Regions from separate parts of the Mus musculus genome. Here regions 1, 3, 4, 5 and 6 are each linked to region 2. A link is a contact called in public HiChIP or PLAC-seq, Micro-C and promoter capture Hi-C data. All regions are on one chromosome and are shown on one strand. Each heading gives the region's core, a stretch centred on a gene start, on an enhancer-like site or on the middle of the called end of the contact. The rest is flanking DNA. Distances are from core to core; before and after follow the strand shown.

What was found. Promoter capture Hi-C pulls out the DNA fragments that hold promoters and counts their contacts. HiChIP or PLAC-seq counts read pairs in DNA pulled down with a chosen protein or histone mark. Hi-C and Micro-C count contacts between places; a contact is called where the count stands out from the background.
Region 1: a promoter capture Hi-C map of pre-B cells shows a contact between it and region 2, with 3 times the contacts expected there. The contact joins the enhancer-like site here to the promoter of Osr2 in region 2. A contact is called at or near these places in 8 of 39 promoter capture datasets (the 3T3-L1 cell line, the C10 cell line, HPC-7-derived erythroid cells and 4 more), 1 of 15 datasets of contacts at CTCF or cohesin (large pre-B cells), 3 of 484 Hi-C or Micro-C datasets (embryonic fibroblasts, embryonic stem cells and nephron progenitors), 7 of 115 datasets of contacts at active chromatin or transcription factors (craniofacial prominence, embryonic stem cells, large pre-B cells and 1 more) and 1 of 9 other capture datasets (embryonic stem cells).
Region 3: a CTCF HiChIP or PLAC-seq map of the NIH/3T3 cell line shows a contact between it and region 2, with 7 read pairs. The contact joins the enhancer-like site here to the promoter of Osr2 in region 2. A contact is called at or near these places in 7 of 39 promoter capture datasets (the 3T3-L1 cell line, 3T3-L1-derived adipocytes, the C10 cell line and 4 more), 1 of 15 datasets of contacts at CTCF or cohesin (the NIH/3T3 cell line), 2 of 115 datasets of contacts at active chromatin or transcription factors (craniofacial prominence and embryonic stem cells) and 1 of 9 other capture datasets (adipose tissue).
Region 4: an H3K27ac HiChIP or PLAC-seq map of extraembryonic endoderm stem cells shows a contact between it and region 2, with 5 times the contacts expected there. The contact joins the enhancer-like site here to the promoter of Osr2 in region 2. A contact is called at or near these places in 7 of 39 promoter capture datasets (the 3T3-L1 cell line, the C10 cell line, hematopoietic stem and progenitor cells and 3 more) and 5 of 115 datasets of contacts at active chromatin or transcription factors (embryonic limb bud, embryonic stem cells, extraembryonic endoderm stem cells and 2 more).
Region 5: a contact with region 2 is called in a FOXA1 HiChIP or PLAC-seq map of pancreatic cancer cells. The contact joins the enhancer-like site here to the promoter of Osr2 in region 2. A contact is called at or near these places in 8 of 39 promoter capture datasets (cranial neural crest, frontonasal cranial neural crest, hematopoietic stem and progenitor cells and 4 more), 2 of 484 Hi-C or Micro-C datasets (stem cell-derived neural stem cells and uterus) and 3 of 115 datasets of contacts at active chromatin or transcription factors (bone marrow-derived macrophages, pancreatic cancer cells and stem cell-derived neural progenitor cells).
Region 6: a contact with region 2 is called in a Micro-C map of the G1E-ER4 cell line, with 4 times the contacts expected there. The contact joins the enhancer-like site here to the promoter of Osr2 in region 2. A contact is called at or near these places in 5 of 39 promoter capture datasets (the 3T3-L1 cell line, the C10 cell line and maxillary cranial neural crest), 1 of 15 datasets of contacts at CTCF or cohesin (large pre-B cells), 1 of 484 Hi-C or Micro-C datasets (the G1E-ER4 cell line) and 6 of 115 datasets of contacts at active chromatin or transcription factors (craniofacial prominence, embryonic basal ganglia, embryonic limb bud and 3 more).

What each region holds. Positions count from the first base shown.
Region 1 is chr15:34,914,668-34,917,367 of GRCm38.p6, reverse strand. All of the region lies in intron 10 of Stk3 (serine/threonine kinase 3), which reads left to right. All of the region lies in intron 1 of Gm52204 (a long non-coding RNA gene), which reads right to left. Among named protein-coding and RNA genes, the nearest start is that of Gm52204, 5.7 kb to the right of the region's middle. Within about 2 kb of position 1,412, at least 16 of the 459 cell types and tissues checked have an H3K27ac peak or open chromatin away from gene starts, as enhancers often do. A contact at or near this core is called in pre-B cells and pro-B cells, where this site is marked.
Region 2 is chr15:35,294,833-35,297,532 of GRCm38.p6, reverse strand. It overlaps Osr2 (odd-skipped related 2), which reads right to left and starts at 1,435. Exons shown (of 4, transcript NM_001368665.1): 1 at 1,066-1,435. It overlaps Gm52178 (a long non-coding RNA gene), which reads left to right and starts at 1,499. Exons shown (of 3, transcript XR_003951500.1): 1 at 1,499-2,700.
Region 3 is chr15:35,020,397-35,023,096 of GRCm38.p6, reverse strand. All of the region lies in intron 6 of Stk3 (serine/threonine kinase 3), which reads left to right. Among named protein-coding and RNA genes, the nearest start is that of Gm52204, 110 kb to the right of the region's middle. Within about 2 kb of position 1,341, at least 37 of the 459 cell types and tissues checked have an H3K27ac peak or open chromatin away from gene starts, as enhancers often do. A contact at or near this core is called in the NIH/3T3 cell line, where this site is marked.
Region 4 is chr15:35,614,200-35,616,899 of GRCm38.p6, reverse strand. All of the region lies in intron 23 of Vps13b (vacuolar protein sorting 13B), which reads right to left. Among named protein-coding and RNA genes, the nearest start is that of Mir599, 45 kb to the left of the region's middle. Within about 2 kb of position 1,354, at least 4 of the 459 cell types and tissues checked have an H3K27ac peak or open chromatin away from gene starts, as enhancers often do. A contact at or near this core is called in extraembryonic endoderm stem cells, where this site is marked.
Region 5 is chr15:35,662,888-35,665,600 of GRCm38.p6, reverse strand. The region is part of intron 30 of Vps13b (vacuolar protein sorting 13B); the gene reads right to left. Among named protein-coding and RNA genes, the nearest start is that of Mir875, 3.2 kb to the right of the region's middle. Within about 2 kb of position 1,325, at least 13 of the 459 cell types and tissues checked have an H3K27ac peak or open chromatin away from gene starts, as enhancers often do. A contact at or near this core is called in pancreatic cancer cells, where this site is marked.
Region 6 is chr15:34,982,163-34,984,862 of GRCm38.p6, reverse strand. The region is part of intron 8 of Stk3 (serine/threonine kinase 3); the gene reads left to right. Among named protein-coding and RNA genes, the nearest start is that of Gm52204, 73 kb to the right of the region's middle. Within about 2 kb of position 1,447, at least 24 of the 459 cell types and tissues checked have an H3K27ac peak or open chromatin away from gene starts, as enhancers often do. A contact at or near this core is called in the G1E-ER4 cell line, where this site is marked.

The DNA.
Region 1 (2,700 bases), core at 163-2,662, 380 kb after region 2:
CCTCTCTCTCTCTCTCTCTCTCTCTCTCTCTCTCTCTCTCTCTTCTGTGTGTGTGTGTGTGTGGTGTGTGTGTGTGTGTGTGTGTGTATGTGTGTGTGTGTGTGTGTGTGTGTAGGAAGGGAGGTGTATGTACCCACAAAATCCAGAAGAGGGTGTCAGGTGCCCTAGATCTGCCGTTACAGGCAGTGGTGAGGCACAGCACATGGGGCATTGAACTGAACTCGGCATCTGGAAGAGCAATGAGTGCTCTTAATTACTAAGCCATCTCTCCAGCCTCATCCTGTAGCCAGTATTTGGCTACTTTTCAGGTTCTTCTTTTTTCCACCCTTCTCTACCCTTTCAACTTCCTAACACTAGATAGGGGAGAGAAAAGGATGGAGAGGAAAGGGGCAACTTATCTTTAAACTACGTACTGCTGATTTGGAGTGTTGAGTTCTTGGAGATATTTAATCTTTTCCATCCGTATATTTAATTTCTTCTTCTTCTTTCTTCATTGCACACTTAACAAACTTCTAACAACAACAACCAACCAACCCCATTGTTGAATCTACCCTACCTCTCAAGACCCTAGCATTTACATACCTTTTGAAAAAGTCCCCAGAATTCCAAACATCACACAGTCACAGAAACTATCAGCCCCCGGCAAAATCCTGCTAAAGCGCCAAGAAGCCATAGAGTGCTGCTGTGCACAGCTGAGGGCCCATATCTCATACCTGGGATTTAAAGGAAAGCATATTCCCACACTATCTCTGTGGGGTTTCGTTTTGTTTTGTTTTAAGGAAACCAAAACTCGAATTTTAAAATTAGGTTTAAACTCTAATGGTTTGATCTTTCTTTGTGTGCTTTTGGTGCCAATGGCGAGATTCTATTGTCACAGAAGTTTATACTCATGCTTTGTGCTGTTGCTTAAACTTGGGCATCTGTCTTTGTATATGATATGAAGTCAGCATCAAATTTTATTCTTCTCCATGTTGTTTAGAGCCAGTTGCCTCAGAACCATTTATTGAAAAAACTAGTCCTTCTCCCTTGAGTAAGCTTAGGACCTTCTCAAATCAATTGACCACACCTATATTTTTCTCCAGGCAGTCTGGTTTGTTCCACTGGCTTGTACTGTCTTAGTTATTCTAACTCTGTAGAAAGTTTTTAAATTGAGTAGTATTATATCTTCTAGTTTTGTTCTTTAAAAATATTGTTTTACTGGATTTTCTTTAAATCATTTTTGAGAATTTTGGTTACAAAAATTATCATTTTAACAATTTGCACACATTCAGTTCAGTTGTATTGAATATGTTTGTGTTTATTTCTTACAAATCTGAAACTGTTTGCCCATTAAACAACTCTCCCTTCCTCAGTCCAGCACCTGGCAACTGCCATTCTGTTTTCAGCGTCTCCGAGTTTCCCTCTCAGACACCTCATGCACATGTAACCACGAAGTAGTTCCTGTTGTTGGTCTGTAGATCAGGATGGGCACATGACTGATCTCAACCCATGGACCTGTTTTGCTCTCCTATGCAGTTTGTTTTTCTTTGATATGTTTTCAGTAATGCTTTTTAGTTTTCAGAGTAGAAATTTCATACTTGCTTTGTTAAGCTTATTACTGTATGCCTTACTGATTTTGATACTGTTATTAAATTTATTAAATAGAATTGTTTTTCTCAGTTTTATTCATTGCCACTGTGTAGAAACATAGTTTGCTATATTGAACTCTGAAACCCTTAAAACTCATCTGTTGTTTGAATACTATTGGTTGCTTTCTTAGGATTTTCTATATATAAGATCCTGTAACCCACTTGGGGAGATAGTTTCTTACCGCATCATAATTCAGCATGTGTGCATTGAGGTGTATGCTGCACATTGGGATTATAGACAAAAGGCACAAACTGTGCTTTTATGACATCTGCAGTCAAGGACAGATTCTTCAACCAATACTAACAATTCAGCATTGTAAGCTGTCTTTGAGAGACACGTGCTATGCTACAATACCGCAGAGAAGGATGCTAAGGAAAAATCCCACATAGGAGTTTGCATAGAGTTCTAGATCATTTTGTCAATAAGTAGCCATGGTTATGATAATTTGACATTTCAAAGCCAAACTGACCTTGGATATTTAAAAATTATTCTGTAGTATGAACTTTAGCTTTAAGATTTTTAAAGTCTATCACAGTTTAAGGAAATGTGTATTAACAGTGAAGCAACATGTTGAAGTTTTAGAGTATATGCAGATGTTTGATTATGCAGTAAACCTTTTGCTGTAAAAGCGTATGATCACATTTGGAAAATTGCTATTGCATGTCTTGGCAGTTTGTTAAGAGCTGAAAACTTTTTAAACTAACTGGTGTTTTGATAGATTAAGTTCAAGGCCACCTTTTTGTTTAAATGATGTTTTGTTTTCTGTAATTAGACCATGCTAGGTAAATTAAGTATGTAATTAAAAACAGAAGGTTTGGCTAATTCTGAATAAATGAGTACAAAATACAAGGTCATTATCCATCTCTAGTGAGGTTCCAGATGAACAGTACACATGGAACTGTTTATAAAACATTTTGCATGGTCAGAGCCCTTAGGTTGCTGTCCATAGCTTTTAAATTAAGTATTCACAGACTTGCAAAAATATACCTGTAGTGCTCATCTGAATGAAAACCAAAAAGATTAGAATCTAATCTTCTATCTCAAATAAAAGGTAAAAACGTATTCCTCTTG
Region 2 (2,700 bases), core at 186-2,685:
ATAATAATAATAATAATATCGTTCGGCGTTATCTGCTAGACCCTGTGTATGGGCTTCTGAGTAAAATGACAGATGGATGAATGGTTATGTTCGCTGATTTTCAGTTCAAACACAGCAGAACTGTGTAAAAGCCAGAGAGCTATAGTAGAAAGAGATCTACGATCATGGTGGGGGAGGAGAATTTGGTCAAGTGGGGGGGGGGCACGAAGTTTCTGCCCCTTCCCCGTGCCTCTGCCTTCCCGAAGAGTTAATTAAATTAAGGCGCCCTCCGCATAAACTGGGTTTGTCTCCGCTCCCTCCCTCTCCATTTCATTTTCTTGTTCTGTTCAAGACTGGAATTTGTGGAGCAGAGAAAGTTGCTGTCTGCACCCAGTTTCGCTTCGAAAGCAGTCAGAACTCTTTTGTTCTCTGCTCACAGGTGGGGAGACCGATCCAGCGTTGCTGCCTCCACAAACACCTTGTCCTGCCTCCTTCCTACAACCGCGACTCCATTCCGAGCTATTTCTCGACAACCCAAGCGTCTCAGCTCCTGAGAAGCTTGCCTGTTGGCCTCTGGGCGAAGACCGGAGCAGGAGGAAAAGCAAGAGGCCAGTACACGGTTGGAAAAAATAATCACCCATGACTGGACTATTCCCCTGTGAAATGCGCCTTCGGAGTCGCTGGCTTGATTGCACCGTGTGTCCCGGCCCTTCCGTGCTGAGTGCCGGAGCTGCAGTAGGAGGAAGCGTGGATCCCGCTTTCTAGAGCAGGGGAGCAATATCACGGGGTGATGGGATCTGGCCACAAAGTACGATGATCGGCCTTTATAAATCTTGCCGAATGCGTAAATCTACCAAAACCAAACTAAGGGACAGCGCACAAAAGTACAACTGAGTGTATTAGCTGGGAGTCGCGTGCAGGGACCGGAGGAGGCCAGAACACGAGGCCCGGGACTAGGGTCCGCACGGCTGCCTTTCATTTTCTGAACTTGTAGCGCTCCAGACTGAGAACCTGGGCGCCCCTTGAGCACCCACATCCCTCCCTTCCTTTGGAAGGCTACAGCCTGGCCCTGGAAAGGACACTCACCGCCAGAACCGATGTCTGCCTGGGCAGCGCGGTTCAGACTAGGTCCGGACAGCAGGACGCACAGCTTGGAAAGGTCATGAGGTCCAAACTGGGAGAACTTCTTTTTCGGCGCGTTGTCCCGGGAACCGAGAACATGATCTGGGGGAGCGAAAGCGACAGCGGTAATTGGTCTTCGGCAGTCCGTGGAAGCGGGATGTGTAAAGAGCGAGCGTGTTGGGATGAGTGCTCAGAGCTCGCCCAGATCCCGGTGCCTGGGCCAGTTTCTGACCGCGGACTGCGGGTAAAGTCGGAGCCCGCAGCCCTGCAGGGCCATCACCCTCCGGCTGCGAGCGCGCTGAGCTCCGTCCCAGCCCGCGTCCCGCCCCAGGCTGCCCCTGGCCCGGAGTCCAAGGCTTTAGTAGCGGCCCCGCCTCCCCTCGCGGCGGGCGTCCTGCAGAGGAGCAAGGCTGCAGCGCCCAGGCTCCGCCTCCAAGCCCGGCGCCCGCTAATGGTCCACTCTGTTTACTTGTGTTTGGATAGCAACTGAGTCTTAAAGGCGCAGGTTTGCTTGAGGTTTTCCCAGTTAACCCAGACACAGAGCCCAAGGTGACTCAATTCAAACCTCACACAAAGACAACGCCCATCCCCTCTTTTTGGATGACACTTTCCTCACACCGATAGAAGTCCGACTACTGGATCTTTGCTCCCCCAAGCCCGCAGAGAAGTCCAAAGGGCATTTCGTACTTTTACTCGGTTAGCTGTCGCGTCATTTTACACATCTTAACACTTTTAATATGATCATCTGCTTCAAAGGGCCAAAGCTATCAGTTTTAGATTTTGTTTTCCAGCATATACCGCCCTTCCTCCTATGTAAAACAGTTCTGCCCATACTTTTGGTCAATTGTGACTATGTGTGTAGTCTGGTTTCCTCCCTGTTTTCAAAACGAAGTTTGTTTATGAAGGTGACAATTGACTAATTTCATAATTAGTGCAGAGACATCTGGATGTTCCGGGAGAAATTTCTTTCAATATCTAAGCTTTAATCAGCTAATGTACATTTCATAAGCAGTTAACCAACTTAGGCAAAGGAGTGGGCATCTGCAATCCATTGGCAAACAATAACCTGCCCATCTGGAATGGGTGAAGAACAATCTTTTTTAAATTTTAGGAAAAAACTATTCCAGTGCCTCAAAACGTGCATTATCTTCATTCTCAGCAAAAATTGAGTTCATTGTTCAGCCGCCAGGAAAATTGATTGAATTTGACATGTACTGTTAGGTTTCTTAGTTCTCCTAAAGGTTTAGTTTTGTGAGCGTGTAAATGAGAGGGTATTACAGTCCCTCTGGAAAAGGATGTCAGGGAACGATAAGATCCACTTGAAGCAACTTCTTTTCAGACGCAACGCGCCGCCGGAACAGAACTAAGCAAACTGTCCCTCGTCCCAAACCACTTGAGGACACTTTAGCTGGTGCTTGCAGAACCATAGATCTTTTAAAGGAACTGTACAATTCAAACGTGTTTCACCAAAAGATGCTTTTCGGTCGCCCCCTCAAAGGACAATTACAATAACCTCAACTATGTGAGGAGATGGATAGGTGTAAGCAGAAAGCTACGAGCCGAGCCGAATCGTCAAAGACCAAGCAGGAAGGCAGGCAG
Region 3 (2,700 bases), core at 92-2,591, 270 kb after region 2:
TTCCCCACTGCTGTCCTGCAACTGTCCATAGAAGATCTGTTTGCCACCCTTGCCTCTTTTGACTTCTTTGATGTCTCATTTCTTGATTTCCCCCACCCCCATGGCTGTCGATCTTGAGTCCTGTACTCATTTTTAGTTCCTGTCTAGATAATTATTTTCTATATTGTTGAGACACTTAAAATCTAATATTCACACATTTGTTTCAAGCTTTAATTCAGTATCTTCCATTGTTTTTCATACTACCAGTTGCCAAATTCAAGAGTCTGGAAAATAGCTTTTGTCTAATCTTCCAGTTTTATTAGTCAAGTTCTATTGACATTTTCTTCCTGCCCAGTCCCCATAGCTAGAGATAATTCAGACTTCCATTACTCAGTACTTACTAAATGCATTACTCTTCTAGGAGTTCTTTATTCCCATTTTTCGGACTTAGTATTTTTCCCTCTGCATTTCTACATCACTCTAAATAGTAGTCCTCCATTTTGTCTTCTCCAGAGTCAATTTCACAACACTGCTAGATTTATCATCCTAAGTCACACAGATCATCCTGTTCCCTTCAAAACCTCTCCATCAGGAAGCAGTTTTACAAGTGTGAGGCTAGTTAGTAGTCAGATTCTTAAGAGTGTTATAGAAGGCCTTTGGCTCTGAGTATCTTTCTGTTTCCGTGCCTTTCGTTTTAGCCACACTTTATTTGTATGTGCTTCTAGGTATTTATCTTTGCCCCCTTTCTGCTCAGTGTTACGTTGTTACTTACAGTTTCTTCCATCTCTCCTCTAAACAGTCTCCATTGAGAACATCCTGAGCTTTCCCACCACCCAGTAAACCCCAAGCTCAGACATTTCATTATATTTGGGTGACTTTTCTAATTATGAGTTTATTGACACAGATGTACAGCAGCTAGTGCATTTTTTTTTGTAAAGGAAATGCAATGTTTTGTGACATGCAGGTATTAATGAAGTTAACGCTCTTGTATAAAATGGGAGTATTTCGATTTTCTTTGCACATGTAGTAACTCAGAAGGGAGACATGTCTCTGTTCATTGTGGAGTACCACCTTCTGAGCACAGCGGCCAGAGTGTTCATCAGAGCAGCTAGCTGTGACTTCTTATAAGAGACCCCTGAGAGGAGGAGGAGGAGGAAGAGGAAGAAGAGTGGGCCATCAGACTCTCACCTGAGAGTCTGTCTACACTCTTCTGTACCTCCCAGCCACCATATGTCGTACTGCTCCAATTGCATGTGGCCTCATGGTATTGGGAGGTTTACAAGGGCAGGTCTCTGTCTGTCAGATGTGGAGAAGTGGATATACATCATGCAGTGAGTATTTTTCATAGTCAGGCTTCTATGTATAACCCACCCTGACTCATGCCCAATAAACTTATTGGCTTCCCAACTTGGACTTTGGTGCATCCTACTTAAGTTATGGTGGATGACCTATAAGGGACAGGGACTCAATTATTCACATGTCTTCAGGGAAAGAGTTCTTACAATGATGGGGTAAGTCAATGAATGTGGTACTGTACACCTGGAACCCTAGCACCCAGGAGGTAGAGGCAGGAGGACCAGAGTTCAAGGCTATTTTAGATACATAGAAAGTTTGAAGCCTGGGCTACATGAAGCCCTGTTGTGCATGTTCGTGTGTGTAGGTTTCCATAATGGAACTGAAGGGAAGAGGGGCAGTATCAGCTTCATCAGTTTACAGCTGCCATGTGTTCAGCCCTGACTCAGGCCACGCATGAATGAAATCAAAAGAAACGAGAGAAGGGACCAGTGTTGCACTTTTCTTTTTCCCTGACAAAATGTTTCTTTTATTCACTTTATACTCATAATTCATCATATTTTATTTTTAGCCTAGTTTGGTTTTGAGAAATAAAATGGAAATCCTTTAGGTTAGCATCTGAAATGCTAATTTTAAACTTTACTATGGCACTTGTCCAGTAGAATCTGTTAAAAATTTTCCTGTAGGTCAGATCTAAGTTGAAAAGAATGAGGTAACTTTAATATGAACCCAGATTGTAATACAGTCTTTCTCTCCAGTGAGTTGGCAATTCACTATTCCATTTGTATTTTGAATTGGGGAAGCTGAGTTAATATGGATGTTTGCCAATGACAACAAATACTGGCAAGATAGTCCTGTTCTCTGGGCCTAATTATGTGGTTTTATTATAACATTTTTCACATAGTTGTTGGTACTTACTAGTCTTTCAAGGTGGATTGACTTGTTTGTCAATGACTCATATAAATTTTATTCTTTCTGAAGTTAAATCATTTCCTGCCAAGTCTTCTATCTTCCTAAGAAAGCCAGCTAACGTGTGTGTTTATGAATGTATATGTGTATATACATATAATATTCATTTTATTTAGCTATCCAGTTCCATCTCTTTGTAAGATTTTATATATTTTAAGTCCCCCCTGAGAAAGGCTAAGATGTAGGTATAGTGATTTATTCATTATTTATTCATTTGTCTTTTAGTGCTGGGTATCAAACTCAGAGCATTGGGCTTGTGAGGCAAACAGCTTACTACTGCTGAGTTACCCTCCCAGCCCTGTCTCATTTGTAAGTGCTTTTTCCTCACAGTGTTTTAGACATTGAGATATAACAATAAATGAAATGCATCCAGCCTTTTGCAAGGTACTTATATAACAAAAGTATTAAGTTGTATATGCACAAATTTTAAAATGATGATAAGGTTTATAACTGTAAGAG
Region 4 (2,700 bases), core at 105-2,604, 320 kb before region 2:
CACATATATATATTTGTAATTACTATATATACTTCTATACCTTTCATACATTATAAGCATAAGAAGAATGTTAAATACAAGAAATAAAAACAGAAATAGAAGTCCTAACACCCTCTTTGCCACTATAGTAGATAGTAAATGTTCCATATATATATATATATATGGAACATTTACTATCTACTATATATATATATATATATATATATATAATAAATAGTGGATATATAGTGAAAAATAGTGGATATTCATACATAGTGGATATTAATGTTCCATCAAATACCATATACATATATGATAAATGTGAACATTCAAAATATCTAAACCAGGAAACTCTGAAATTGGGAGTTTAGGTAATATAATAAATACAGGTAGAGGGTAGTTGGTAACTTGGCTAGAAACAATAATTTCATAGTAGGACATGGTCCGCCCTGCACACCTTGCCTGTTCCAGATATAATATTTTCCTACTAAGGAAAAAAATGAGTACTTTAAATCATCTGTAACTGATTTTAAACTAATTTTTAAACCTGTATCAAATTCTATGCTGTTTACAAAATTAAACCTCTGCCACCATCATCTCCTGTACTTGGAATGATTTCAGATTCTCACTTTAAATAAATAGGTATATTTGTATGTGTTTCCAAACTTTATTCTAACAAATACTAAGTGATGATTATGGAACAAGATCACATTTAAATTTGTTAAAAACGTCACAGTTGACACTGGCACTCTTAGAAAAAATTCCCAACATGCATGCGAGGAAACATGAGAGACTACCTAGTAGGATGTCTTTAGCCTGCTGGGAACTCTGGCCTTTGTTCCTTCCCTGTGAGTGCTCAGGCCCTGCCTTGTACTTTCAGTCTACAAACAAACAAGGCCCAAACATGCAAAGAGTGAGTTAAACTGAACCTTGAGGATCACTGGTATCTACCCCCAAAACGAACATTTAAGTTATAGCTATCATCATACTCTATATTGAGTAACTGTACACATTCTCCAAGGATTAGAAAAAAAAGTAAGTATGTCCACTCTCTATAGGACACTTGAAGAGTTCTAGCAAATATACTAAGGAACTCAAAAATAAAATAGTATTAATGCCATCTACAAGGGAAAGAAATACATGTGTATGGTATTCTTTCACAAGAGTATATGCACACCTCCATGGTCATAAAAGCACAGCAAAGGCAAGAACTGTTACCACTGCAACCAATACCAACTGGCAAACAGAAAGGAGATGTGACATTGTCAAGCCCAATCAACTCTGTGTTTTTAACAAACCCAATTTGCATAAGACCAGCAGCTAAACTCCAATTCCCTGAAGAAAATCACAAAGTCCACAAAAGCAAACATCCTATGGCAATCCACTCCCCTTAGCAACAGCCAGTCAGGATACAATGGTGGGATCACAGTACATAGAGATAACTGAAGACTTCCCGAAGAGAATAGATAACTTAGCCATGCTGCTCATCAGGAGGTTTTGTAGTCCTGTTCGGTTTGTGTAGATTACACCAGAAATGCAGTTTTAAAAATATTAACTTGTTGACCCATAATGAAAAACCCCTAAGTCTGCTGTTACCACAATAGACTTGGGCTCTCACTCTGACCAGGTGCTATGGTGAGAGTCTGAGAGAGCTTGCTCACAAGCTCATTAAAGACCTTTATGAGTTCTACAATTGAACTGACTCCTTGGTAGTCTTCAGATACCTGCAACTTGGGCATAACAACATAAATGCACAATTGGACTTTCCTTGTCAATGCAAATACAAAGAATATGCTAATATATACCACGTGATGTGAGGATCTCAAAAATCTGTTATACTGGGTGAGTAATGTCAGAAGTAAAAGACTGTATACTGTATGATTCTAGTTTATTAAAATATCCAGAGCAGACAATGTTACGGGGGAAAAAAGCAGGTCAGTGTTTGCTTGTGCCAAGAGGTAGAAAAAGAATAATTGCAACTTTGGGATGATTGACATATTATGCTCAACTGTATCATTGGTAATGGTCAGTTTTAAAATAAAACTATCTTAAAATTGTTGAATTCTGTATCTACAATTCCTTGTAGTAATATTGTGTGTGTGTGTGTGTGTGTGTGTGTGTGTGTGTGTGTGTGTGTGTGTGTGAATGAAAGCAGTAGAAGGACATGACAGGGCACTCCTTTAAATCTGACACTCAGCACACAGAGACTAGCAGATCTTTGTGAATTTGAAACCAAGCTGGTCATACTCTGGTTTCTCTTCAGATCGTATGAAACCAAGCTGGTCAACACAGCAAGTTCCTGGAGAACCAGGGCTACAATCGTGAGGCCCTACATCAAAGTAAGAGACAGACAGACAGACAGACAGACAGACACACACACACACACACACACACAAACATACACACATACACAGAGGAGGGAGGGAGGAGGAAGGGGAGAGGTAGGGAAGGATAGAGGGAGAATAGCAGTGAACACTTGCTTTGAACTATCTTAGGAAAACAAAGTTATCACAGGGCTAATCATGTTCTGCTGTATTTTCACCAACTGTGCTAATGCATTCTATTTCTATAATATACCGCTAATGATCTGTCATTGTCCTTAGAGTTTACCAACATTTCTAATACCACAAATACATTCCCTAGGATCACTTGACTAGCTTTCTAGTAACCAGGACAAAAATATTTCCAAAAGGGAGAAAGTCTTAAAATAAGATGAAAGAC
Region 5 (2,713 bases), core at 76-2,575, 370 kb before region 2:
CAGAAGATGGCCTAGTCAGACATCAGTGGAAAGAGAAGCCCATTGGTCATGCAAACTTTATATGCCCCAGTACAGGGGAATGCCTGGGCCAAGAAGTGGGAGTGGGTGGGTGGCGGAGGGTGTGGGGAACTTTTGGGATAGCATTGGAAATGTAAATGAAATAAATACCCAATAGAAAGAAAGAAATTTAAAAGACATTTCTACAATAGTTACTTCTTAGTCAAAAATTTAATAAAGGAACAATTCCAATCTTATGCACTACAGGCACTATATAGAGTGATAGAGTGGAGATGGCACTTCAGGAAAGCATACTGTTTAACTTACTAGTGTTTGGGAGGAAGCCATGGCCAGAAACCAAGACTGCAGATAATAAAGCAGGAAAAGCTCTGGAGAGTAGGGCACAAGAGCAGGAATGAGCAAAATGATAGGAGATGACCAACAAGGCCAAACAACAGATGAACGTCTAGCAAAAGGGGAAAAAAAGGATAAAAAAAGTAAGATATTTGCCATAAAAAGGGCAACATAACTATGATGCTGAGCAGAGTAACAGACAGCCATGCAAGCTAAGCCAGTTTGCAGAGTCAGGAGCCTCCAACTTCTGTACCAAAACAAAACAAAACAAAACAAAACTCTATCCTGGCTATTTCACTCCTGAGAAAGTCTCTTTCTTTCTTCCTTTCTTCCTTTCTTTCTTTCTTTCTTTCTTTCTTTCTTTCTTTCTTTCTTTCTCTCTCTCTCTCTCTCTCTCTCTTTCTTTCTTTCTTTCTTTCTTTCTTAAATTCAACAGGCAATTTTTATTAAAAATTGTTCATAAAACACTAAGGCTGAGCAAAATATGTATTCAAGAGTAGAGATGATTCAATATCTTTTTTTCAATTTTTATTAGATATTTTCTTCATTTACATTTCAAATGCTATCCCAAAAGCCCCCTATTGCCCCGCCCCCCGCCCTGCTCCCCTACCCACCCAGTCCTGCTTCTTGGCCGTGGCTGCACATGTAGGAGAAAGTATTTCTTATTTTGTTCAGCATAGCTTTAGATAAAGGATATCCTCTCATCTCCTCCCTAAACATAACATTAATTTTCCTCATATGAGTTCTAATCTGTTCTAAAACTATAATGTAAATATGTTACAGTAAAAAGCCTTATAGTATTGCTTCCTTTCCCTACACGTTTGCTATCGAGAAAGAAATCAAATCTTCCTGTCTCAACTTCATATGCTTCGAAAATGACCTATGAACTTTGCTCCATCCCTATTGCTGCCTTTGAAACCAAGCAATCGAAGCAGGAAAGACGAAGAAGCACAGTTCTCATAACTTCCTTATTCTTCACACAAAAAGCTGCTTTATCAACTACCACGTAGGAGTTATATAATTGTAATGGCTTTGGCCTTCCAAACTCTCCTCCCACACCATTTAAACTACTCAGCAGGTGGTGTGGGAGGATAAACTCAAGTTTGCAATAGTTGGTCAATAATGTAATCATAAGGAACCAAAGATGACTTTAAGTGTATAACAGGAAACATGGCTTTAATGTTTTCCTTTTTAAATTGATTTAGTCTGGGACGGGCCTTTTGTATGTTTACACAAGGAGCAGCTCATGTTGAACCATTTAGTGTTCACTGCTGAATAGGCAATCGTGGGAATTCAATGTAAAGTAGCAAAATTTATTCACTTATAGCTCAACTGAGAGCTATAAAGTGCTAAACAATCCAGAAAATAGGAACGTAAAACCAAGTATAACTTTCATATCTTGAATAAATTAAATGTCTACACATTTATCACAAAGTCTCTACGAAAGAAAGACAGTAATTTGGAAAGTAAATATGGCAGGAGATAAAATGGCTGACTGTCAGACTGGGTACTTGGATGAGTCCTTCAGAGCAAGATTGTCTTCAGCTGCAGGAAAACAGCTGAGACGACTGGAGAAAATATTAGACTCCCAAGTGGACAGAGTCTGATCCAGGAGGACTCAGCTAGGTATCAGCAACATCACTCCCCCTTCCCTTTCTCTGATGTAAGCGTTTAAGATTATGACAGAGTCTGTAAATATGGAGTCTTGAAAATAATTTATTGTTGCAAGTTAACTGGCTAACTAGATTCTATATTGAGAAAAAAAAATATAGTGGAGGCATTTGTAAACACAAATTACAACCTAATTAACTGGACTGAAAGTATTCTAGGCAGTCCAAATTGCAATACATTTTAATAAAGACAATTCCTTTCCTATCTTTTTTTAAAAATTGGATATTTTCCTTATTTACATTTCAAATGTTATCTCCTTTCCGGGTTTCCCTCCTTCCTGGAAATATCCTATCACATCATCCCTCCCCGCCCTCGATTCCCCTACACTGGGGATTCTATCAAGTCTGCAGAGTTCCAAGGACCTCTCCTCCCATTAGTGCATGACAAGGCCATTCTCTGCTATATATGCAGCAAGAGCCATGTGTACTCCTTTGTTGATTTAGAACAGTTATAAATTAACAGTATCACTTTTAAAGCTCTCAGGCCATTTTCCATTCACACAGACTTGTTAGAAGATAAGAGTACAATACATACACAATTAAGACCCTATTATTGAATAACTAAACACCTACGTCACATTTTATGTTAATAAGTGGGATACACATCATCTTTAATGTTGGCTGCAGAGAATCTACCCACATGAATATTACAACATTAAGTCCGTAGCTACAATTAAATATTAATAGTGTTT
Region 6 (2,700 bases), core at 198-2,697, 310 kb after region 2:
TCTATAGTCTTATTGTAACTTGCTATGCCAAGTTTGGTTGATATCCCTGCTCTTGTTTTTGAAGAAAAATGGAGTGGATTTGGGGAGGAGAAGTGCTGGGAGATGGGACTGGGAGGCGTCAAAGAGGGAAAACTGTGGTAGGGATGTAATGTATGAGAGAACAATAAATTAAAAACACAACAGACAAAAATGTTTTGAGTACCCATGAGTCAGTAACATTTTTCTTTATTCTGCCAGATTATAAATTAAAGTTATCCAGGAAAAGAGGGTAAACCTTCTGTAGCATTAGAAAATCAGTTAAACAAACAAACATTCTAGAAAGCAAGTAAGGCAATTTTTACCAAGATTTTAGTGATAACAGTAGAGACGTGATAATGCCTTTGAGTAAGTGGCAGATCTCTTACAAAATAACATGTTCTGTGTTTCGAAGTAGTAATATCTTAGCTTATCCCCAAGTTTGTTCTCCCATAAAACAGCTATAGGATAATGCCAATGCTAATTGGTAATGTGATTAACTTAACATCTGTATTTGTGGAGACAAGGTTGTTGTTTTGCAACTCTTATGTGTGTGAGTCAAGCTTACCTTGTTCCTTTGGCTCATGACAGTTGTGGATTCTTCTTTTGGATTTGTTACTCTTTGGGGGATTCATTTGGCTGAAACCAAGGATTGGCAAGGTACCAGGGACTGGCTTTAGGATATGGTGGGAAGTTTGGATAGATGTTTTGTGTCCCATCTGTTCTCAGTGATAACTTTCTTCATGACACATCTTTTTATTATTTCAAAGAGGAAAGGCTTTTTTATCCTGGGGCTGATTAGTGTGGCCAGCTCTTATATTAACTTTTAGCTCAGAGCACCTGTTCTTGCTAGCCACCTTTATGATTTCTAGCCCAAATGCTTGTTCAACCTTCTCTGATCATTGGGCTGATAGGACATAGTACAACGTTAACATTTGATCATTGAAACTTTTTATAAAGATAAATATTGAAGTAAAAGTTTGCTACTTTTAAATTTCTAGAACTTTGAAATGTATTGTATTGAGTAGCTTTAAGAATATATTTTATATTCATACTTATGCCAAATGTAGCTCTTATTTTTTTATTCTGAGTGAATGCAGTTTTCAGAAAATTTATGAGTTACAGAAATAACAAAAATATTTTTTCTATATAGCTCAGCTTGCTATAGTTGTAGTCTATCAATTTTCAGTGTGGCTTTGGGAAATAAAATATTTGAAAGCCAGCTCAAAATATGTCATCAAAAATATAAGCTGTATATACCTATAAATGTGTACTTTTAATTTTTTTATTCCAGAAAGGTATGGGTTGTGAGGAATTGTGCGTGATGAGAAGGATTCAACAAGTTTTTATCAACGTCTCCCACATTTATGTCATAACTTGTAGTCATTGTCACAGCCCAGTCAGCTTCCTTATCTCCTTCTCCCACTGCCTCCCTTCGTAAGGAGACCCGCCTACTGTCATGCCTTTTTGTGTGTGGTCTGCTGAGTTTATTTACTCTTACTTCTCTGAGTCTGGGTCATATGAATGGTATCTGTAGCTACATCCTCCCTCAGTAACACTAATTACTTCTGGAAGATGATGCTCTCATGGTCTCTGTCCTCACCAATGAGGGAATGGTAACTGCTCAGTTTTGTGCAGGTCTTTACAGATAACCGTGACTGCAGGGAGTTTCTGTGTGCAGTGGTGCTGTCAGGTCCAGTATGCATCCTTTTGTTGTCTAGTTCCCAGCTTTACCTATTACATTATTGTCGCCGCCTCTTCTGTGATCCTCCCTGAGCTTCAGAGGGTGTGCTGTAGCTTTCCTGGTTGCTGCTGAACACTTCATATCACTTGGGTTATTTTTGGGTTTCTGTGTTAGTAAGTCTTCTTTGATAAAGGCTGGCTAAAGAACTAGTCTATAGGTATAAACATGAATATTTAGAAGGCACTTTGAAGGCATGACGGTTTATCAAAACACAAATAATAGATTAATCCTGAGGGCCTTTGACCTGCTTAGTAAGGACCAGGTATGAGCTCTCTCCCACAGACTGCTTGGTGATTCCTGTAGAGTCACACAACTGTTTTCACTTATAGGGCACTGTTTTGCCTGGTAGATCATTGTAGCCATAAGCTTTACAGCTGATTAAGACTGTTAAAGACCTTGTTAGAACATAAAGGCTAGCCTGTGTGGGAAGTCAGGGTCGGCCTCACTTGCATTAGCATTTCCTCAAAGCTCAGGTAGGGAAATGCTAATACAGTGAGGCCAACTCTGACTCCAGCCAGGTTGTAAAACCATCAGGGGTTTGTTTAACCTACTCAAGGCTGGGGGAAGGGCACAATTAATCCTCCTTAGCCATGAGCATGGAAGATCTTTCCATCTTCTGGGGTCTTCTTCTATTTCTTTCTTCAAGGACTTGAAGTTCTTGTCATACAGATCTTTCACTTGCTTGATATTTTGTTTTATTTGTGGCTATTATGGAGGGTATTGTTTCCCTAATTTCTTTCTTGGCATCTTTGTCATTTGTATAATGGACGGCTACTGAATTCTTTGAGTTAATTATATATAGAACCACTTTGTTGAAGTTGTTTTCAGGTATAGGAGTTCTCTGGTATAATTTTGGTGATTGATTATGTATGGTATCACATTGTCCATGAATAGTGATACCTTTACTTCTTCCTTTCCAGTTTGTATCCCCTTCATCTCCT